Regions from separate parts of the Mus musculus genome. Here regions 2, 3, 4, 5, 6 and 7 are each linked to region 1. A link is a contact called in public Hi-C, HiChIP or PLAC-seq, Micro-C and promoter capture Hi-C data. All regions are on one chromosome and are shown on one strand. The core of a region is the stretch at or near the end of the contact, and the rest is flanking DNA. Distances in the headings are between cores, read along the strand shown.

What was found. Promoter capture Hi-C pulls out the DNA fragments that hold promoters and counts their contacts. A called contact is a pair of places that touch in the nucleus more often than the background predicts. HiChIP or PLAC-seq counts read pairs in DNA pulled down with a chosen protein or histone mark.
Region 2: a promoter capture Hi-C map of embryonic stem cells shows a contact between it and region 1. The contact joins the promoter of Foxl2os here to the promoter of Mras in region 1. A contact is called at or near these places in 12 of 39 promoter capture datasets (the HPC-7 cell line, cranial neural crest, embryonic stem cells and 3 more), 11 of 484 Hi-C or Micro-C datasets (the BV-2 cell line, bone marrow-derived macrophages, cortical neurons and 2 more), 8 of 115 datasets of contacts at active chromatin or transcription factors (a colorectal cancer cell line, embryonic basal ganglia, embryonic stem cells and 2 more) and 2 of 9 other capture datasets (adipose tissue and embryonic stem cells).
Region 3: a Micro-C map of embryonic stem cells shows a contact between it and region 1, with 5 times the contacts expected there. The contact joins the promoter of Sox14 here to the promoter of Mras in region 1. A contact is called at or near these places in 1 of 39 promoter capture datasets (embryonic stem cells) and 2 of 484 Hi-C or Micro-C datasets (both in embryonic stem cells).
Region 4: a Hi-C map of bone marrow-derived macrophages shows a contact between it and region 1, with 21 read pairs. The contact joins the enhancer-like site here to the promoter of Mras in region 1. A contact is called at or near these places in 10 of 39 promoter capture datasets (3T3-L1-derived adipocytes, the C10 cell line, the HPC-7 cell line and 6 more), 1 of 484 Hi-C or Micro-C datasets (bone marrow-derived macrophages), 5 of 115 datasets of contacts at active chromatin or transcription factors (bone marrow-derived macrophages, cardiomyocytes, embryonic forebrain and 1 more) and 3 of 9 other capture datasets (adipose tissue, embryonic stem cells and liver).
Region 5: a contact with region 1 is called in a promoter capture Hi-C map of hippocampal neurons, with 5 times the contacts expected there. The contact joins the enhancer-like site here to the promoter of Mras in region 1. A contact is called at or near these places in 16 of 39 promoter capture datasets (the C10 cell line, the HPC-7 cell line, HPC-7-derived erythroid cells and 10 more), 1 of 15 datasets of contacts at CTCF or cohesin (the NIH/3T3 cell line), 11 of 484 Hi-C or Micro-C datasets (the Ba/F3 cell line, the G1E-ER4 cell line, bone marrow-derived macrophages and 7 more), 9 of 115 datasets of contacts at active chromatin or transcription factors (bone marrow-derived macrophages, craniofacial prominence, embryonic forebrain and 5 more) and 4 of 9 other capture datasets (adipose tissue, embryonic stem cells, liver and 1 more).
Region 6: an H3K27ac HiChIP or PLAC-seq map of microglia shows a contact between it and region 1, with 6 times the contacts expected there. The contact joins the enhancer-like site here to the promoter of Mras in region 1. A contact is called at or near these places in 7 of 39 promoter capture datasets (the C10 cell line, the HPC-7 cell line, cranial neural crest and 4 more), 6 of 484 Hi-C or Micro-C datasets (the C2C12 cell line, the P5424 cell line, brain and 2 more), 4 of 115 datasets of contacts at active chromatin or transcription factors (the HPC-7 cell line, the NIH/3T3 cell line, embryonic stem cells and 1 more) and 2 of 9 other capture datasets (adipose tissue and embryonic stem cells).
Region 7: a Hi-C map of cortical neurons shows a contact between it and region 1, with 2.2 times the contacts expected there. The contact joins the promoter of Cldn18 here to the promoter of Mras in region 1. A contact is called at or near these places in 1 of 484 Hi-C or Micro-C datasets (cortical neurons) and 1 of 115 datasets of contacts at active chromatin or transcription factors (pancreatic cancer cells).

The regions. Positions count from the first base shown.
Region 1 is chr9:99,435,245-99,438,189 of GRCm38.p6, reverse strand. Mras (muscle and microspikes RAS) reads left to right here and starts at 1,478. Exons shown (of 6, transcript NM_008624.3): 1 at 1,478-1,880.
Region 2 is chr9:98,953,818-98,956,762 of GRCm38.p6, reverse strand. It overlaps Foxl2os (forkhead box L2, opposite strand), which reads left to right and starts at 1,453. Exons shown (of 8, transcript NR_003248.3): 1 at 1,453-2,358; 2 at 2,529-2,559; 3 at 2,645-2,735; 4 at 2,906-2,945. It overlaps Foxl2 (forkhead box L2), which reads right to left and starts at 1,156. Exons shown (of 1, transcript NM_012020.2): 1 at 1-1,156. The coding sequence starts at 1,102.
Region 3 is chr9:99,874,657-99,877,601 of GRCm38.p6, reverse strand. It overlaps Sox14 (SRY (sex determining region Y)-box 14), which reads left to right and starts at 1,432. Exons shown (of 1, transcript NM_011440.1): 1 at 1,432-2,945. The coding sequence starts at 1,918. The coding sequence ends at 2,640.
Region 4 is chr9:99,007,793-99,010,737 of GRCm38.p6, reverse strand. Gm1123 (predicted gene 1123) reads left to right here. Exons shown (of 8, transcript NM_001080776.1): 7 at 1,307-1,511. Among named protein-coding and RNA genes, the nearest start is that of Faim, 23 kb to the right of the region's middle. Within about 2 kb of position 1,462, at least 55 of the 459 cell types and tissues checked have an H3K27ac peak or open chromatin away from gene starts, as enhancers often do. A contact at or near this core is called in adipose tissue, bone marrow-derived macrophages and hematopoietic stem and progenitor cells, where this site is marked.
Region 5 is chr9:99,043,498-99,046,442 of GRCm38.p6, reverse strand. It overlaps Pik3cb (phosphatidylinositol-4,5-bisphosphate 3-kinase catalytic subunit beta), which reads left to right. Exons shown (of 24, transcript NM_029094.3): 21 at 1,575-1,698. Among named protein-coding and RNA genes, the nearest start is that of Gm1123, 9.3 kb to the right of the region's middle. Within about 2 kb of position 1,457, at least 11 of the 459 cell types and tissues checked have an H3K27ac peak or open chromatin away from gene starts, as enhancers often do. A contact at or near this core is called in hippocampal neurons, where this site is marked.
Region 6 is chr9:99,089,214-99,092,158 of GRCm38.p6, reverse strand. It overlaps Pik3cb (phosphatidylinositol-4,5-bisphosphate 3-kinase catalytic subunit beta), which reads left to right. Exons shown (of 24, transcript NM_029094.3): 7 at 1,839-2,009. Among named protein-coding and RNA genes, the nearest start is that of Pik3cb, 50 kb to the left of the region's middle. Within about 2 kb of position 1,473, at least 53 of the 459 cell types and tissues checked have an H3K27ac peak or open chromatin away from gene starts, as enhancers often do. A contact at or near this core is called in the HPC-7 cell line, hematopoietic stem and progenitor cells and microglia, where this site is marked.
Region 7 is chr9:99,708,622-99,711,566 of GRCm38.p6, reverse strand. Cldn18 (claudin 18) reads left to right here and starts at 1,504. Exons shown (of 5, transcript NM_019815.3): 1 at 1,504-1,838. The coding sequence starts at 1,619.

The DNA.
Region 1 (2,945 bases), core at 229-2,728:
GTAGAACAAAAGGCCACTTCACTCCCAACTAGGGAAGCAATTATCTGAAAGACACACAATTACAAGTGTTGGCAAGAACAAGAATGGAAACAAAGGCTGTGTCTAAAGTCTTGGCCTCCCTACCTGGGAAGGGAGGCAGAAGTTGAGGTCCCCTAGGCTTGTAGCTCTACCTACTCAGCCGTTCAAGGCCAATGAGACTCCTCAAAAGAAACAACAACAACAACCACACCCCAACCAAAGATCAAAATAAAGCAAAATGGTGACAGGCACCCGAAAGGTAACACCCACTGTTGTCCTGTCCTCACAACTGTACGCATGCACAGGTGCATGCTTATGTCCCCGCACACACGTGAGTGGTGCCAGTGTAACATGCTATGGCTGCGTTGGAAACAGATATATGCCCCCGAAAGAGTTCCCCAGTCAACCCGGCAATTCCGCTGGAGGTGTATGTATCCAAGAGGAATCACAGTATTTACATAAAGACTTTTAACACTAGCACTTTATTCACACCGAGAGAAAGGGGGAAAGTAGGTAAGCATCGACTGAGGAAAGGCTAAACAAATGCTTCCTATACACACAGTGGGAGATGAGTCTGGCCGAGGTGTGGCTACGCGGAACCACGTGCATCCAGTCTGCACACACCGTGGAAGAAGCCAGTCACAGAGACCACATGTTGTATGACTCCATTTATATAGAATGTTCTGAATAGGCAAATCCACCGAGGCTGAAATGCAGATTAGAGGGTTCCAGAGCCTGGGAGGGGGGAAGAATGGGGAGAGGTTACCCACAGAGGTTTTTTCTTTTAATTTATTGGGGAAAGGAGTAGTGACCCGAATGTTCTGGAATTAGATAAATAACTATGGTCGCACAACTTTGTTATACCAAAACCCCACTGAAACGTACGCCTTTAAAAGCATATACTCAGCGTTATGTGATCATATCTCAAGTCTTGTAAAAGGGAAAGCCGGGGATAGGGAGTAGGGAATGACTCCAACCCAATGGAAGAGCTAAATGGTGTGCGAACGTCGCCGCCGCCTCCTATCCAGGTCGCTGGCTAATTCTCAAGAACTTTGAGGCCTGAATCTGGCACCTAGCTAAAGCAAGCAGCAGGCCCTCGGAATCTTGGGGTCCTCGGGACGTGGTTGAAGCGACGGGACTCTTCTAAGGACTGGGGAGGCGTCCGCAGGTCCCGAAGTTGGCAGCCCGAAGAGTTAAAGATTGAACCTACAGCTCTTTTAAAGCCGCCCGGGGCCAATTCCCCTTAGGTGTCCTAGGCTTATCGGCGGCTCACAGACTGCAGATCCGTGTGGTGAGTGAGTGGAGGCGAGGGGACCCTTGCCCGGTGCCAGCTGTCCCAATGCCCACAGTGGTGCCGTTTGGGGGTCGTCGCAGCCACTCGGAAGGCTCCCGAGGCGCGGGGTGCGCGGTCGCTTTAAGGCGTCAGCGGGGCGGGGACGGCGGCGGCCGGGCTGGCTGGCGCGGAGCCGTCAGTCGGCGGCGCGGGGCCCGGCGGGCGCGGCGCTCCCTCCTCCCGGTGCGAGCGAGGAGGCGGTGGCCCAGGGCGGGAGCCCAGCCCCGGCGGGAGCGCGCGGCGAGCCGCCCGGCAACCCTGAGGGGAGGAGGCCGCCGGGCGCTTTGTTCCGTTCCGGGGCTGGAGGTGTGGCCGGTTCCGCGTTCGCCGGGCTGCGCTGCGCTGCACCCGGCTGCACCCGGGCAGCGGGCTCCGGCTGTGCGTGGCCTCTGCCCCCTACCACCGGCTCTGGCTTAACGGTGTGCAGCGGAGAAGTCGCTCACCACTCCGACCCAAGTGGGAAGGGCCTAGCCGCCGCTTAGACAGACTCCTTTGATTGTAGTCATCCTGGGGTTCCTCGGCTGCCCGGGTAAGGACTCGGCAGGGAGGTGGGCGGCGGGGTCGGGTAGGGGCTCTCCTGGCTTAAAATGGCGTAAATCAGGTTAAAGATCTACGGAGAGGTGGTACATTCATGTGGATAATACAAAACCGCTTTCTTCATAAACAACTCTTCACTGCGTCCTGGGTTCGGGTTGCTGGGCTGGCTCTCTGGTCACCACTGGGGCCTGCGCTCGTTAAACTGATGCGGCCCGGTGCCCATCATGTGTCAGGCTCCATGCCAAATCCTGTTCTGCTTGGAAAGCAGGGCACAAACTGAATGACAGTCTAGTGTGGTCAGTGGGAGAGCTCAAGTGCCCCTACGCCAGGGTTAGGTCAGAGAGACGACTGTTCAGAAGAGCAGAGTGGGCCCTTGACATTACGGTAGAACCCCCTGCAAAGCTGAGGTGCCTTGGGGACGGAGTGCAGTCTGGAGAATAGGACAAAGACCGTGTCACCTGAACTCTGACCTGAGCGCTGGGGCAGCTCCTGATGGTGGGGAACCTTCTTGGGCTACAATGGTGTTTTTGATTCTCTGGACCAAATTATAGAGACTGACTGATGACGCTCAAAACTGTGGCCTCCAGAGGTCTGGCTGGCCGAGGAGTGAGCGGAGAATGCTTAAAGCAAAGCTTACAAAGCCCTGGTACTTGATGGGAATTTGCCTATCTTCAGACAGGACGCCTCCAGAAAGATGGGAGAAGTGGGACGTTAACCTACCCAGGACTGTGCCTATGCCTGTGCTTTTGACCCCGTGTCTGTTCTGGCCTGTTGTGAGTGAGGCTCTAAGATGCTGACGTTTAAGGCTTGTGCAGCCTGCACTGTACATTCCTAGTGTACCAGTCCGCACGTCCTGCAGTGGTGGGTTGAAGTGTGGGGTGGCAGCTATGTATATTAACAACTGACGCATGTAAGGGCTCAGCTGTGAACAAAGCACTTTCACTGAAGCAGTTCGTAGACTTTCTCCTGCCCCTTTTCCCAGAGAAGAAATCTGAGCTGCTAACATTCCGTAAACCTTCTTATTTCCTGTAAATTGCATGTCCCTGCTGACTGGGGC
Region 2 (2,945 bases), core at 204-2,703, 480 kb after region 1:
CGCCCGTCTTGCTGTCGTGGTCCCAGTATGAGCAATGCATCATGGCGAGCTCGGGTTGCCGGGCGCAGGCGAACTGCAGGCCGGGCGCGCTCGTGGGCGCGGGTGCCGGGGGCGCGGCGGTGGCCGGGCTGGCGGGACTGAGCTGACCCGGGGGAGGCGCGGCAGCCCCGTGGTGTGGCGGGGCTGGCGGGGGCGCAGCGGCCGCGTGCAGATGATGTGCGTGAGGGTGCGGGTGAGGGTGCGGCGGCGGTGGCGGCGGCGGTGGTGCGGCAGGAGGGCCCCCCAGGCCGTTGTAGGAGTTCACGACGCCCGGAGGCAGCGCCATGCTCTGCACGCGCGAGTACGGCCCGTAGGAGGCGGCGGGGCCCGCCAGCCCCTTGACCACCGCGGCTGCACCGGGGCTGCCCGGGCCGGCGGCTGCAGCGGCTGCAGCAGCGGCCGCCGCAGCCGCCGCCATCTGGCAGGAGGCGTAGGGCATGGGCGAGGGAGGCTGCGGCAGGGGCCAGGAGTTGTTGAGGAACCCCGATTGCAGGTACTTGGGTGGCGCCAGGTAGCCATAGCCATCGGCCCCAGCTCCGGGCACGCCGCAGCCACCCGCCGCTCCTCCGCTCCCGAAGAGCCCCTTGCCGGGCTGGAAGTGAGCGGGCGGCGGCCGGAAGGGCCGCTTCATGCGGCGGCGGCGCCGGTAGTTGCCCTTCTCGAACATGTCCTCGCAGGCCGGGTCGAGCGTCCAGTAGTTGCCCTTGCGCTCGCCGCCGCCCTCGCGCGGCACCTTGATGAAGCACTCGTTGAGGCTGAGGTTGTGGCGGATGCTATTCTGCCAGCCCTTCTTGTTCTTCTCGTAGAACGGGAACTTGGCTATGATGTACTGGTAGATGCCGGACAGAGTGAGCCTCTTCTCGGCGCTCTCGCGGATCGCCATGGCGATGAGCGCCACGTACGAGTACGGGGGCTTCTGCGCGGGGTCTGGTTTCTCCGGTGTTGTCCCGCCTCCCTTGCCGGGACTCGGCGGCGACGCCTCGGCCTCTTTGACTGCGCGTCCGCTCTCCGGAGCCAGCAGGGTCCCCGCCGTGTCTTCGGGCTCGGGGTAGCTGGCCATCATGACAAAAGCCGGCTCTCCGCGGCCGGGCAGCCCGGAGGCTGTGCTCTCCTGGTGCAGGCTCGCCTTGCAGGCGGGCGCAGGAGTGTGCGCTCGGCGCAGAGCCTCTAACTTCTGCAGGCTGCGGGGACCGGAGGCCTCGCGCGGCTCTCACTCTCTTCTCTTTTCCCCCCGGGGAGCGGTCTGCGGGAGTGGAAGTCAGCCTCTGGCCATCGGGAGTCTGCCCAACAGCGAGGGGCTCCGGCCCCGCCGCCCCTCCCCGCCCAGGCCAGTCCCCGCCTCGGTGGGTTTTCTTGGCTGAGCTCTCCCCTCCCCCCACCGCCCGGTTTCCCCGAGGCGCGACCCGCGTCTCTGGCGCAGCCGCCTCCTGGAGTCCCTAGTGCGCCAGGAGCCTCGCTCCGTTCTGATTCGTATGGGCTCCGCAGAGTTCCGCTTGCGTCAGGGGCCTTCGCCCCTATAGCGGGGCAGCCAGCAGCGCACGGGCGAGTTCATCTCTAAGTCTCCTTTTTTTTTTAAACGGCCGGCAGAACTTGGACCGGCCTTCCCGAGCCTCCGGAGCCTCCCGGGCCCAGCCAACAGCCTGCCTCACGCTCTTACGAGTCTTGAAAATCTGCGGGTGTTTGCTTCGCCGAAAAGCCCTGGTTGGGGCTCGCTGCGCCCTGCCAGTGCCCCGGGAATGCTGACCCCAGCGAGGAGAGGTGATCCAAGCCTCTGGGCAGCTTTCAGGTGAAAGAAAACAAAACCCTTTGCTCTGTGCTTCGGGCTGTGCTGGGGCTAGACTTCTAGCTTTGAGGCTTAGGGAGGGGCGAGATGGCAAGGGGGCCGGACCGGGGTGGAGTGGCCGAACTTTGCGGCAGCTGGAGGTAAACCAGCTCAGAGCTCGTGTCACGGAAGGCAGAAGCTTCGGCCTGCTCTGTCCCTCGAGCTCTCTGAGCCCAATTGAGGCTGGGGAGAGGATCGCTGGGAAGAGACACCCAGGAGTACCGCTCACTGGCATCGGACGTTTCGCTTCTCTGTGCTGAGGTGGATGTAGGGACCAGCTTTCTCCTTGGAACTCGCCTTGCAATCCCACAATTTGGGTGTGTGTTTTAAAGATCAAGTGGTATCCCTTGTACTCTGGCTTGGACACAGACGAGGATGTTGCTGAGGGGCTTTGGGGACTGTTGCGTGCACAAGTGTCACGCGTGGAAGGCACGGGGCAAAAATCTGTTCTTAAAGACACACGTGATACTGCGCAAGTGTGCTGTTCAGAAACCCAGGTATGCTTATATATGTACAATGTGTGAGACTTGTATTTGCTTATTTTTGCTTAGTGAGGTGTATGAATCAAGCACCAGAGTACATGGTTGTATCCATGAACATGGTTCGTGGATACAACCTCTTTTTTTTTTTTTTTTCCTGTCTTCCTTTGTCCTTCCTACCCTTACAGCCGTTACCTGCATCTTCTCCTTCCAGCATAGGTAAGGAAGGAAAACCACAGGCTGGGGAGGCGCTTTCTCGCGTCCCAGTCACGAATGGACAGTAGTCTTTCCCCTTGTTTTTAAGATAATAGCCGAAGTCTGGTGGGGATCCAGTTACATCTCCGAAAATAGAAAACGGACTTAGAGGAATTCCTTCCGTGCCAGCACAACATCAGGTGTGCCCTGTCACTCAGCCTTAACACAGGTTTGCAGTCTTGGAAGTGTGAGAGAGGCTGAGGAAGAGTGATCAGACACGTTGTGAAGGATAATGGTCTGAATGAATGATGTGTGCCAGTCACACATCTAGGTGGCTATCCCAGTGCCTGTTTCTACCTCTTTCTTTCAGGTTGCTTGGACTTTAAGAGTTCTCCAGAATGCCACGAGCC
Region 3 (2,945 bases), core at 183-2,682, 440 kb before region 1:
GCCCTAAAGCTGACCGATTTCCCGCCCCCCCCCCGCCCCCACGTTTTTGCAATCATAGGAAGCGGAAATAAATTCTCTCCTTCAAACACAACACACTACATTAAAAAAAAAGGCCCTCCCTTCTTGCCGCCCACCTACCCCCACTCGCAGCTTCTGGTAGCCGACTGCGCCGTGGGCATTTCGGCCTGTCCTCCTCCCGGGAGAGACTGGCTAGCGCAAAAGCCAATAAGTCTGGAACACACTCCAGTCCTTCAGGACCCGGGACAATGGTTTCCATTTAATAAATATTTCCCCCAAGGGCATTTCGCATCGGCCAGGCAATTATTCAAAGAAAACAGGCTCGCAGGTTGGCTCGGCGGGTTATTTCGTCCTCTTTACCCGAAGAATGCTCATCTGACTCGAGAAACGAGCCCCCATCCTCACTGGGTGGGAAAAGGCACCCTGAGAAAAATTGACCCTAGCTAAGAGGGTACAGCCTGAGGCTCCACGCTGCAGGCGCAGAAGAGAGACCAGGAAGGTCCCCAAGCCCCGCCTTCCCTCTGCCCTTGCAGTTTGGACGTTGAGGGAAGCTTCGAGTTTTAAATCGCCTAATAATAATAACATAGGTGAATAAGAATCAGGATGGACCTCTGCCTACCACACTCAACCCTCAAAGTGAAGAGTCCTAGTGGCAAGGGCCCCCAAAGTGAAGAGTGTTAAGGGCTTGCCAATCAGGACTCTAAACCTCTGCGAAGCCCGCATGAAGCATCCTGGTCTCGGCTCAAAGCTCTTGGCTCCGACCCCCAGGGACCCAGAACTGCTCCGCAGAGCGTCCTGGATTACAGGTGGAGGCGCCGCCTAAAGCCAACCTGGGAGAATGATACCAAAGCACCGTAGATGTTCTGGCGCGAAAAGTTTATTTTGGTTTTGGCCTGAGTTTGATATATTCTTTTCCTCTCCCAAGGATCTTTGACAAGTGTGTGTTGTTGGGGGCGGGGTGGGGGTAGAGGGTGCTGTCTTCCCATTTGGTGACGGGACTGTCCTATTTATCTACGTGAGCTCTGGGCTTGCTGGCTTGGCTGACAGCTTCCTGGGTCTTTATATTATTAGAAGCACCGGTTCTCCTTTGAACAACTGGGGAAGAAAAACAGGGGTCACGAAGAGTTTTAATTTTTTGACAGTGCCAGAGACAATGTGAACCCCCGCCCCGAATCCTGAGCTATCAAGCCGCTCTGTTCGCGGTGGCGGTCTCTCTGTCCCTCATACCTCTCCCCGCCCCCATCAGGGACGCTCCGGGTTTCCACTACTCGCGAGTTGGCAGGTGCGCCCCCTCGCCTTCCCTGCTGCTGATTGGAGCCCAGGTTGGGGAGTCGCCGCCCCGCGCTTATGTCAGAGTGCGTGCGGTCCCGGCCCACCTCGCCTTTGAACTTCGCCGCTTTTGGCTGCAGTTCACCAGCCTCCCCGCATTCTCGGCCAGGTGCAGTGCTAGGCAAAGCAGCGCCCGGAAACCACGGGAGGGGGGGAGCCACGGCCAGAGAAGCCAGGGGAGAGACGGGAAGGAGAGAAGGCGAAGGTGAAGAGGGAGCGAAGGAGGAATCTCCTGCCCTTGCCAGAAAATTACCTAGCCACTTAATCCCAAGACTCTGGTACTTGGGCCCCAATCTCTGGTGCCCACAGACTCCAGGCCGAGCGCCCTCTCATCCCCGCTGCCCTTCCTACCCTTCGGCCCCCTGGGGGCTGCCTGGGGGCTGGGACTGGCATGATCAGTTGAAAACTTTGCAGGGTCAGCTCTTCTCTCTGATTTCCCCTCTGCGGCTCCGAGACGAGGGGAGTTCAGAGTCCCGGGCTCAGGACGGACAGAAAGACAGACGGCCAACCGCGCCCAGGCTCGCCCGCAGAGCCCCTGCATTCCCCGCCCCCGCCCGCCTCGCCGGGACCATGTCCAAACCTTCAGACCACATCAAGCGGCCCATGAATGCCTTCATGGTATGGTCCCGGGGCCAGCGGCGCAAGATGGCCCAGGAAAATCCCAAGATGCACAACTCGGAGATCAGCAAACGCCTGGGCGCCGAATGGAAGCTCCTGTCCGAGGCAGAGAAGCGGCCTTACATCGATGAAGCCAAAAGGCTGCGCGCCCAACACATGAAGGAGCACCCTGACTACAAGTACCGGCCGCGGCGCAAGCCGAAGAACCTGCTCAAGAAGGACAGGTATGTCTTCCCCCTGCCCTACCTGGGCGACACGGACCCGCTCAAGGCGGCCGGCCTGCCCGTGGGGGCTTCCGACGGCCTCCTGAGCGCGCCCGAGAAAGCCCGGGCCTTCTTGCCGCCTGCCTCGGCACCTTACTCCCTGCTGGACCCTGCGCAATTTAGTTCCAGTGCCATCCAGAAGATGGGTGAAGTGCCCCACACGTTGGCCACCAGCGCGCTGCCCTACGCGTCCACCCTGGGCTATCAGAACGGCGCCTTCGGCAGTCTCAGCTGCCCCAGCCAGCACACGCACACGCACCCGTCCCCCACCAACCCGGGCTACGTGGTGCCCTGTAACTGTACCGCCTGGTCTGCCTCCACCCTGCAGCCCCCTGTCGCCTACATCCTCTTCCCAGGCATGACCAAGACTGGCATAGACCCTTATTCGTCAGCCCACGCTACGGCCATGTAACCCCAAGCTTGGCCCGGACCTGATGGGTAGCGTGGAAGCAGAGATCTGAATCCTTTCCTTTGCACCTAGTCTGGCCCGCAGATGCCTCTGGGTCAGGCCTGCCGCTGCCCCTTGCCCACCCCAGACTCTGCCTCTCTCTTCCAGGGGGGAAGGGAAGGGCCATCATCCTGGACCCAAGGCACAGACTGGTGCCAGAAATTTGCAAACATTTAGAAAGCTACACATCTTCTTCCCCTCTCCCGACTCTCCCAAAGCAAGTCTCGACTGTACCCCCTTTGGACAAAAAAAAAAGTAGGCAGTTTTGC
Region 4 (2,945 bases), core at 213-2,712, 430 kb after region 1:
GAGCAGGCTGGGCCGCAAGGGTGTGTGTGTGGAGTGTGTGTTCTAGGTCCTGTATATTTGTCATGTCAAGCTTCAGCCTCCCTAGTGACTGTCCTTGTTCTTACTTGATTTATTACTAAACCCTCTGAGGCAGCTGCGACACAGGAACATCCATGAATGAACACGTGTGTGAACCTGTCCAGTCCCACCGACCCCGTCTCTAGTACAGGACTATGGTATTTAATTATGTTAGAAGTTATTTAATCACACTGAAACCTGGCTGTCCATTCATAATGGGAGTATGGAGGCCAAAGGTTTGGCTCAGCACTTAAGAGCACGGGGCTGCTTTCCCAGAGGACCCAGCGGTATGGCTTCTCTCAACTGTCTGTCACTCCGACTCCTGGTGGCCCGGCACTCTTCCCGGCCGGCCCCCGAGTGCTGGGGTTATAGGTGAACGCCACCACACCTGAGCCAGCCTAAATATGATTTAAAACAATAATAAAAACAACAAAGCTTTAAAATAGTAATAATAATAGAGGTACAGGGACTGCATCCCAGGTCCACATGGACCCAGTTCTAGCTCATCATTCTGTGTTTTTATTAGTGTGGGTTTTTGTATAACAACTCCCTCCCTCCCTCCCTCCCTCTCTCCCTCCCTCCCTCCCTCCCTCCCTCTGTATATAATGAAGTATGTGTGGGGCAGATGTGTGTGTATGCGCAGCGTATGTGTGTGGGCATGCCTTTATCTGTGGAAACTGAAGGATGAGGTTAGGTGTCACCCGCCCTCTTTCTCCATCATGTGTTTTGAAATATGGTCTCTCACTGAAACTGGGGCTCACTGATGGCTAGACTGAGTGGCCAGCAAGTGCCTGGGGTTGCCCGCCCTCCAACCCCTTATTCTAGTGGTGGGCTTCATGTCTGTGAAATCATGTCTGCCTCTTCCATTGGCTCTCAGGGCCCTAACTCGGGTCTCTGTCATCTGAGCCAGCTCACCAGCTCTCTTTACTTTCTCTTTCATTTCTATTTCTTAAAAAAAAAAAAAAAAGTTTTATGGTAACATGGTATATGCATAGCATTACTGAAAGTTTTTTTTTAGATTTATTTTTTATTACATTTGAGTCTCTTGAACTGCATGCGTGTCTAGTGTCTGTGGAGGTCAGAGGGGATATTAAATCCCATGGAATCTGAAAGTTACGCTGTGAACTGCTTTGTGGGTGTTGCAACCTGATCTTGGGTCCCCTGATGAGAGCTACATGCTTCTAACCACAGAGCCACTTCTTCAGCCCACGTTTGTTTATGTTCTCTTTCTGCTTCTTTTAAATTTTAGTTTATTGTATATTTAGCAGACAAGATTTACGACAACTTCTATCAAGATATGAAAGGACGTGTGCAATTTACAAGTAATGACATCAGGTCTGGTGAGGCATCTATAAATATAACTGATGCTCGGCTCTCTGACGCTGGCACCTATCAGTGTGGAGTGTCCCATGCCTTTGGTACTGCCAAGGGGACCATTCAGCTGACAGTTGTTGGTAAGTTACTGTAGTGGGTAGAGAGTGCGCCTTCTCAGTAACAGGGTGAAATGTCACAGTGCTGAAGTCACAGAACTTACATAAAACAAACGGTGTTTTACAGTAATAATGGGATCTGTTCATTTTCACTGCGCTAGGAGTAAAACCTGGGCCTCATGCTTGCTAGGAAAGAGCTCTGTCCCTAGTCCTAGCATTATGTCACCTTCTGAAGTATTTCTAAGGTCCTCACATAGCTTAAAACGTAAAGCTATCACATGCATTTAGATCAGAGAAAAACAGGAAGTGACTAACTTCTTTGCAAAGTTCATGATGATTTTCAATATAAATGAAATTGTATTGTGTGAGAAAGAACCCGAGCTGCACCGTGCACTGCGGCTGTCGTCCTTGTCTTCTGACTTGCCCTGAGAATTAAATCGATTTCATCGCCCCAGTCTACTCTGTGGGTACCGAAACAGAGAGTATAAAAAGCTTTCACCGTGGCCACGCCTGTCGGAGTCATCCCTCCGGAGATGTGAGGGAGCGCTCTGAGCTTGCGTTTTCATGGATCGAGACAAATGTGGTCTCTGTGGTGAAGAGCTGGGTGTTTAGAATACTGGGGCTGGAACAGAGGACGAAAACCGACGGGTCGGAGAAGCCAGTGGGTATCAGGCAGTGATGTTACAGCCCTCGTGTCGCTGTTTTCATTTTTAAAATGGAGGATGGGGTGGGCTGGGAAGTGCACAGCTCTCGCTGATGGCCAGGAGGACAATAGGACTGCTTTATGATCGTCAGGCTGCAAAGTTTCCTCTCTGTGGACCAGTGCCCAAGTTCAGAAATCGGAAAGGTGACAGCTCGAAGTACACTGGACCTTCTTCCTGTAGCTAACTTGATGCAGGCGGATGGTGACAAGTGCTCTGTTATGTCAGTTTTAAGATCCCTTTTTTGAGACCTAGGGTCTCATGATTTGGAAGATTGTTGAGGACACGTGTTTAGTAGGAATTTCTGATTGGTACAACCCTAGATGTAGACAATCAGGGCCCCTCCCATATCCGCAGGCCTACTATGGCACCTCCCACATACACAGGCCAATGTTCCCTGTTCCTTTTTGGATGAACCTTATTTTATGGATTCATCCAGGGGAGAGGTGAAGAAGAGTCCCACGTGGAACTCGAGAGTTTTCTGAATGCTGTACCCCTCTAGAGCAGGAGTGTCTGCACAGAGCTAGGTAGGAGAAAGCACACTGTGCTGGTCACAGGCAGTATGGCGGTGGGAGGTTGGGGGAGGAGGGTTATGGTGTCTTCTGCGAGCAGCAGCAATGAGTGCAGACTCTAGTCAAAGGTACTCTGTCTGGCCTGAGTGCTGCCAGGTAAAAATATCTCCTACAGTGTGGAATAAGTGAGCAGAATGAGCGACCATAGTTCTCAGTCTCACTGCTCCAAGCACTTCTTGGCACTC
Region 5 (2,945 bases), core at 208-2,707, 390 kb after region 1:
GAAGCCTTTATTATTCATGGGCCTTTATTAAAGTCTTAAAACTTGATGGCAAAGTATAGAAGCTCTTCAGTATGCTGGGACATGTTTTTAAGACAGCGGGCTGAAGTCCTCTTGCTTATCCACATCAGCTTGTGTGATTATGAACTTGGGTTCTCATAGGTTCGTTCTTTTAGAAGATTTATTTGCTTCGTTTCGTTTTTGGAGATGGGGCAGCTCTGTAGTCCTGCTGTCCTTGAGCGCATGCTTAGACTACAGAGAGAGATTTTCTGCCTCTGCCCCTGAGCTGAGATCAAAGGTGTGTGCTGTCATGCCTAGCCTTACTGTTATTTTAATTAAGTGTGCACGTGTGTCTGTGTGTGCACATGAGTGCAGGCGCCCATGGAGTCCAGAGAGGGCTTAGATGCTCTGAAGCTGGAGTTACGGTGGACTGTGAACCACAGTGTGGCTGTGGGGAGCCAAACTCAGGTCCTTCAGGAGAACAGCAAATACTCTGAGCCACGAAGCCATCTTTCCAGCCCTGTTAGGTTAATTTTATGATCGAAGTTTATAGTCTGTGATCTCTCCAAACTAAAAGAAAAATATTTAAAACTGTGTTACTGAGTTGGCGATATATATCAGTTAGTGGCGTATTTGTAAAGCCCTGGGTTTGATGCCTGGGACCACAGACAGCTGGACAGGGACACGTGCCTGTAATCTCAGGATTCTGGAGGTGGAGCCAGAAAACAGCCATGAGACCCCACTTCAGTAACACTGTAAGAGTAATGCGTGTTATCTATGGTCCATGAGACCCTGCTTCAGTAACACTGTAAGAGTAATGCGTGTTATCTGTGGTCCATGAGACCCTGCTTCAGTAACACTGTAAGAATAGTGCGTGTTATCTATGGTTAAGGTGATGGACTGCACCGCTCTTCTAGGAAGTAAGGATCTCACTGTGAAGGAAGTGCTTTCCAGGCACTGCTGGCCAAAGACTTAAGATCAGCTCAAATGGCATCATTTAACATCACGTTGTTCAGGGCTTCCATGAGAGCGGAGCAGTTTCAGTCTTACAGCCTTCTACAAAGAGTCTGTGTTCTCACTTCTGACCGAGGCTCCGAAGCCTGGATTCTAATCTGAGGCCACCCTGACTTGGAATGGTTCTTCCTGTAACCCAGCAGTTAGGAGGCTGACGGAGGAGAGAATTGCAATGGGTTTAAGACCTGACAAGCTCCATGGTGATTTTTGTGCTAGCCTGGGCTATAGAGTAAGACTTTGCCTTCCAAAAGCTAAAAACCAAAACAAAAGTTGGTAAAAATGTTCCCAGGCCCAAGGATGATACAACCCATGGTGGTCTCTTACAATACCTTTTGTGTAAACCTAAGACCTCCTGAACCAGGACTCCTGAGACATAGAGACACGTGGCTAAGGCTCTGCTAGGCAATGCCTTGGCTGCCAGCCTGACTCGTCTGCTTTCCCAAGCCCATATGCTCACTCTGCTTGGCAGCTTAGTGCAGCGCTCTCCCTGAGCATCGATGGGGCTTAGTTCTCATCCCCCAAACTGGAGTTCTAACTCCTGCCGCTTCTCTGTCTGCCTCCAGGGATGACCTGGACCGAGCGATTGAGGAGTTTACCTTGTCCTGTGCTGGCTACTGTGTAGCCTCTTATGTCCTCGGCATTGGTGACAGGCACAGTGACAACATCATGGTGAAGAAAACCGGCCAGGTAAGCCGCACTGCAGAGGCTGTGGGTCTCGTGATGGCAGCATGTGCTTTGTGTTTTCTTTCACCTTCCTGCCAACCCTGTAGAATCTCTTATAAGCATCACCTGCCAGTAAGAAAGCCGATGGCCTTGCTGCACACAATCCCACTCTAGAAGACCCTTACTGTATGTGTTGTTAGGATCTAGTGCTAAGTGTTTATTTAAATGTTTAACAGTGGCCTATCTTTTGATTGCACAAATTTGTATTTGGACCTGATTTGATGATAGGTACCTGTAATCACAGCACTCAGAAGTCCGAGGCAGAAGAGTTGCTTGTTCTAGACCCTGTCTCAAACTAATAAGTGAAAAATTCAGAAAATAACCAGTTGGGGGCTTGAGCAGCTAAGACGACTCACTAGTCCTCCAGAGGACCCAGGTTCCTTTCCCAGTGCCCACATGGTGGCTCACAACTGTCTATAACTCCAGTTATAGTAGGAGATTTGACACAACCTTCTGGTCCTACAGGCACCAGGCATACATGTGGTACACATACATACATGTGGGCAAAAACACTCAATGCAAATACAATAAAAACGAATAAGGTCTTTTTAAAAATAACCAATGATGAGAAAAATAATAAAATCAGGGTGGAACCTGCGTAATCTGCTTTCTTTTTTATTTTAATTTGTGTATGCTATCCTGCCTGTATGTATGTTTGAATGTGTGCATGTGCAGGTCTTGTGCCTGTAGAAGCCAGAAGGAGGGAGGTGTCAGCTCCCCTGAGATGGACAGCTGCTCAGCCACTGATCACTGATCCACCTCTCCAACCCCGAGTCTGGTTTTGTTTTGTTTTGTTTTAGCCATCAAACTTGATCATCGCAGGAGTTGGGAGAAGCATAGGTGGTGCCTATCTGAGGGAGCTAGGGAGCCAGGCGATGTGATTTAATTTCAAATAAAAACTTTAAATTATTCATGCAGTGAAGCACAAGTGACCAAGTGCATGTTCCGTTCCTCCACTCTTGGTCCTCCACTCTGCAAAATGCTTGTGAAAGTGATTGGTTCTAGTGAAGGGATTTCCACACACATAGCAGCCTGCATGCCAGAGTTAGGAATCAGAAAGATCAAGGTTTTTTCTTATGTTTTTAAATTTTATTTTTTTATTTTGCACGGTGTGTGTGTCTATGTGTGCATGTGCACATCTATAGAAGCTAAAGTCAGTTCTCTTTCCACCACATAGGTTTAGGGTGGCAAGTGCCTTTCAGAAGTTTTTA
Region 6 (2,945 bases), core at 224-2,723, 350 kb after region 1:
GGGCCAAGCTACATACAGATCAGTAGAACAGTTTAAAGCCTAGGGTAGGTGGGTTAGTTGGTTGGTTGGATTCTGTTCCATTTTGTGGTAGTGTTAGGTTTTTGAGACCAAGGTTCTACTCTATAGCCCACAGGGATGTAATCCTGCTCCAGCCTCCAGCTATTGAGCTACACACGTGAGTTAGCTCTTGTCAGGAGTGTGGAGGGGCCACATATTGAGTGATGTCTGTAAGAAAAGAAAGTTTTGAAGTCAAGTGTGGCAGTATGTTCATGCTCCTAGCAGTGGAGAGGCAGAGGCAAGAGGTCTGGAGTCAACAACCAGGCCAGGCTATTCGATCCCTGTTTCGAGTGTCCAAAGAGAAAACGGGTTGAGATGCATTTAACAGGTAACAGAATTTTATACTGTCTTGTCTGTTAAAGTTGTGGCATGTCCTCTTGTTCAAGAGGGGGCCTAGGATAGGACAGCTTATGTGCACAGCTCTGGGGTAGTGAGCAGTTGAGCTCTAGCTGAGCAGGAAGAAGAAAGCAAAAGTGTCAGGTGAGCAACCTGGAGATCCTTCTCTTCCTCCCAGTCTGTCGTCTTGCACAAGACATCCTCCATCAGGCTAGCACAGAATAAGCTGGATCAAGCTTTGGATCTATAGAAGGAGTTTATTTTCAGGAATTCATGGGATTTATACATATATATTTGTAATCTTAAAAGTAGGAATGGTCACTGTTTGTTTTTTAGTTTATCTTTTGTGGAGCCTCCTGGTTTTATGAAAATAAAACATTAGACTGAAAGACCAGAAGGTCTTTCCTGGGTAAACTGCTGGTGGCGCTCGCCTAGAATCCTGTGCTGCAAAAGGGCCACCTCAGGCGTCCTCTGGACTTAGACCATCCCTGGCTGATTGGCCAGCATGTAACTTGGGCATCAGATAAATAGATTTATATTTGGGTCTTAGAGATACGAGGTGTGTTAAGTTAGCTCTTCTGGTTTTCATGGCCACAACCTGTGAAATGGAACTTGGTCTCTTGAAGACTGTTATTAAGAATAACCACAATGTAAGTATCTCTCTCCATTCCTAGGTAATTGGGTACTCAGTTAACAGTGGCTGTTTTATGTGGGTTTTTGCTGTTGATGGCTTGTTTGATGATAACAATTGGACAGGGTTTCTTGCACCTGCTAGGCAATGATCTGAATTCAATCCTTGGCCCGTAGTCTTCAGAGACAGGGCCTCTTGCTCATACTGAGCTGAGCTACTGTTTTCTTAACACTGACCTCAAGCTTGTGGCCCCTGGGTTTAGTTTCCCAGCAGTACACCACAAAGATGCATCAGCATTGCTGTGCTGTGCTGTGACCTTATAACGTTTTCACTTGTTCTATGTGTAGTTGTGTGCACCAGAGTGTGCTTGTGGAGGTCAGGGAACAACTTTTGGGAGTAGTTTCTCTCCTGCCACCGTAGGTCAGGGCTGAACATGAGTCATCAGACTTGGTGACTTGATGACTTGGTGACTAGTGCCTTTCCCTGCTGAGCCAGCTCACTGACTCCTGTGTTGTAGTTTTACATTTACTTTTATATTACGTGTATGGGGGTTTTGCCCTTGTGGACGTATGTGCACCATGTATATGTAGTGCCTAAAGAGGCCAGAGGTGGTTGCAGGATTCCCTGGAGCATCCAGGGGCTGCTGCCTCTCCAGCTTTCCTGTGTTGTGACTTTAAATGATTATATTCTTGATACTAAGTTGAGTAACATATACCTATACTGTACATTTAGTGTAGTGCTGTTCATATTAATTTTCTTTGTTGATTTAAATGATGCCTGTAAATCTCTACCCTCGCCTCTCCTGCTACTTCAGTACATCCGGAATTGTGTGATGAATAGAACCCTGCCCCACTTCATCCTTGTGGAATGTTGTAAGATCAAGAAAATGTATGAACAAGAAATGATTGCCATAGAGGCTGCCATCAACCGAAACTCATCCAACCTTCCTCTCCCTTTACCACCAAAGAAAACGCGAGTTATTTCTGTAAGTTTCCTGTGTCGGCCTTTGGTAACCCCAAAACCATGTGATTTTCAGTTGTGCTCTCAGTCTCAGACCTGTTTCCTTTACTCACTTCTCCTTCTGTGACAATCAACATCTTTGCCAAAAGCTCATCACCATTTACTTGAAAAATAGCCTTCTCCTGCATGGTATTTTTAGTGCCCTCTCACCAAATACTATCAGGTTAGATATTATACTTAATCAGCTTGAGACACAGGACACAAGATATCTGAATAGGCAGACTATTTCTATGTTGTTTCTTTTTCTCAGCCTTGCTTGTGGCTCTGGTTCCCAACTTGAGGCTTAGAAATCCCCAGCGGTGTATCTCATTTCTTTTCTTTTTCTTTTTGTAAAAGATTTTTATTTATTTTATGTATATGAGTACACTGTCACTGTCTTCAGACACCAGAAGGGGGCATCAGATCTCATTAGGAGTGGTTGTGAGTCATCATGGGTTGCTGGGAATTGAACTCAGGACCTCTGGAAGAGCATTCAGTGCTCTTAACCACTGAGCCAGCTTTCCAGCCCAGCATATTTCATTTCTATCAGCTTAACCTTTTAGGACAGTTTTGGGGTGACTAAGGCAGTTAAAACCAGTGTTCCATTGTGGGTTCAGGCTGGCATGGAACTTGTTTAGACCCAAGGCAATCATGATCATCCTGTCTCAGTTTCCTGTGTTCTGGAATACAGATGGGTTCCAACACGTCCCCCTGCCCTCTGCCTGCCTCTCCCTCACTTCACTTCTTAGCATTAACAGACACAAAAATCAAGTGCTAGTAGTGCTTCATTTGATATTTATGATTTTTGGCAGAGGATGGTTTTTTTTGTGTGTAGCCCTAGCTATCCCAGAACTCACTTTGTTGTAGACCAGACTTTCCTGGAACTTAGAGATCCATCTGTCTCTGCCTCTGGAGTTCTGGG
Region 7 (2,945 bases), core at 255-2,754, 270 kb before region 1:
AGACTTATAATTTCTCTCTTTTCATTCAGATTCTATGTAGGTAGATTTAGCTTTAGTTTAGCACTTAAATTTAATTTTTCCTAAAAAAAAGAAAGAAACAAAGAAAACACACACACACACACAAATTCATTGCCACATTTCAACCAAGAAAGAAAGCATATTACTGAAATAAGATCCCCTCCCCAACTTTAAAAGTCAGTGTAAAACATCATAGAGAAACTGCTACAAATAAAAATAGGTAAATCAATTTTTTTACCTGTTTCAACCTATTTTAGCTGCATTAGAGCCGACATTTTTAGGAGGAATGAGTGATAAACCAGATAGCTGAGAACCACACACACAGAGCTCTGTGGGAATGACAAATATGGCCTCCGGTAGCACCAAGGTTGGCAGTGCCCCCAGAAGCAATGTCGAGAATTAATCTAGAATACATTCCACCAACATTATTTAACCTAATCGATCAATCTCAGTCCCCCAGCAGAAGCCGATAGCATTGACAATTGTCTCGGCCTTGTAGCTCGGCTCAGCAGCACTCGGAGCTTCTCATTTGTCATGGCTGGCTTGTTCCCTCTTTGGGACAGTTCTGGTTCATGCTTCACTCTCTACAAATACCAACCACAGGAAGCAGTGTGCAGTCGAGGAGAGGGTTGCCCGAGAAGACCATCCATGTTAACTATTTTTTTGTGTGTTTATTGGGACTGGGGGCATCCAAGATAACATTCAAATATGAGCTGGCTTCCTGGAGAGAGAACTTGCCATGTCTAGAAAAGTGGTGGGGGAGAGAGGGTGTGGTTGTGTGTGGTTGTGTGTGTGTGTGTGTGTGTGTGTGTGTGTGTGTGTGTGTGTGGTATTTGGTATTTGTATAGTTCCGTTTTATGAGGGACAGCTCCCTGGGCCATATCAATACCTGCAGATCAAGGGTATATCTCTACAACCTGGTTTCCTGTTCTCAACTTTGCTTGTTCTAGCCTCTCAGTTTGTAGATAGAGAAGGAACGCTAGTCTGAAAGTGAAGGGTAGAAATCACTACTGCTGCCTCTTACAGTACTTGTAGTTCAAAACATCTGGACAAATTCCTTTTCCACCTCTTAACGAATGAAATAATAACAGGTGCCCTGCCCTTTGGGGATCAGAACAGAAAGGTGACATAGAAGTGCGAGGAGAATGTATTACAGTCTGAATTACAATAGGGACAAATGGGTGAATCCCAGCAAGTTTTGTTATAGATAGGGTCAGCCTTGGTGGTCTCTCCTCATGCTGTCACGGTAGTGGACAAACTTTGATTTCCCCTAGATAGTGCGTTCTGGGCAGAGGCAGAGCCCGGAGGGCCTGGAGGAGGGGAGAGTAGGTTCGTCCACTCAGCCTGCTCCACGTTCCAACCACCCGGGCTGCAAAGCTCAACCAGACAAGTGCCTCTTGGGGCTGCTTCCCCAACAAATGAAAACCATGCCCTTGAAGCAGGAGCGAAACTGAACTATCTAAGGAAAACAGTATGAGCAAACACTGAGCTGAGGGGAGCTTCTGATTAAGAGCGCTCCCCAGCGAGGCCCGAGGCCGTGAACCTTCCCAGCAAGAGGGTGGTGGTTGCTCCTGGAAGCCTGCGCCCAGCAGCTGAAGCCATGGCCACCACCACGTGCCAGGTGGTAGGGCTTCTCCTGTCCCTCCTGGGTCTGGCCGGCTGCATAGCCGCCACTGGGATGGACATGTGGAGCACTCAAGACCTGTATGACAACCCAGTCACCGCCGTGTTCCAGTATGAAGGGCTCTGGAGGAGTTGCGTGCAACAGAGCTCGGGGTTCACCGAGTGCCGGCCATACTTCACCATCCTGGGCCTTCCAGGTAGGCGAGGTGATTGAGGCAAGGCTGAGGGGCTGCGCATCCTCAGAAACTCCCAGGACTGAGCAATCCGCCTCAGGTGTGACTGTGGCAGCCTTGGCTCCCAATAAAAGGTGTGAATAGAGAATTTGGCATTGGATCAAAGGGAACAGTAGCCATGTAGGAGATAGGAGAATTCATACAGCAGCCAAATAGAGTGGGTCTAATATAAGGACGTGCTGGTAAAGGCTAGTTTGAACCTTGTTGTTTAAGGAGAACATAAAAGGCTTCTTTCCATTAGCAAGAGACTTGCTTCTGCCTGAATAGACTTGAGAGTAGAGAGGGGGGGGGGGGGATGGCATTTTGTTATAGACAGAGAAATTTATTGAGAGTGATTTCAATTGTACTTTCGATTTGATTACTTTTTTTTTTAAAGCAGGATCTCTGTGAGGTGTAAAAAAACGATCATTATCATTAAATTACGATTTCCTTTTTCTGCATTTGCAATTAAAATATCTGCTATACTTGCCCTAAAAGCAAGAGTTGTCAGATTATAATATTATAACAATGTAGGATATAATATATGACACCATTTCACCTTTGAAGATAAAAGTTGAATTTTGCTTCTAATATGAATAATTTTTTCATGCATCATAGGCACTTTGCATTCTCGATAATTCACAAACTCAACTTGTACAAGGGCATAGGTGTGGCTTTGATTCTCTGAAGCAAACCCCTTGTAAAGATGAAACAAATCTACAAGATGCTAAGGGGTCGTGAGGCTCTTGGAGCGGAATTATGAAAAGCAATTTGATTAGTCCATCTTTGTTTTGAGGAGTAGTGTCAGGGTGGACTCTGCCTTGGAAAGCCACTCCATGCAGGGTTACAGTCACAGACTGGATGAGAAACCTAAGCAGGGAGGCAGGGGAGAAAGAAAATAGCCCGAGGGATGGGGAACAGACTACCAGGAGAGATTATACTGTGTTGAAGGGATAGGTCAAGGGGAGACCATACAAAACCTGGATTATTGCATGGCTAGCCACATCCATACTAAAATAGACTGAGATCATATTCACATGTTACCTCCGTGTCTGTCCTGTGCTCAGTACCCTCTTTCTAGCACCCACCAAA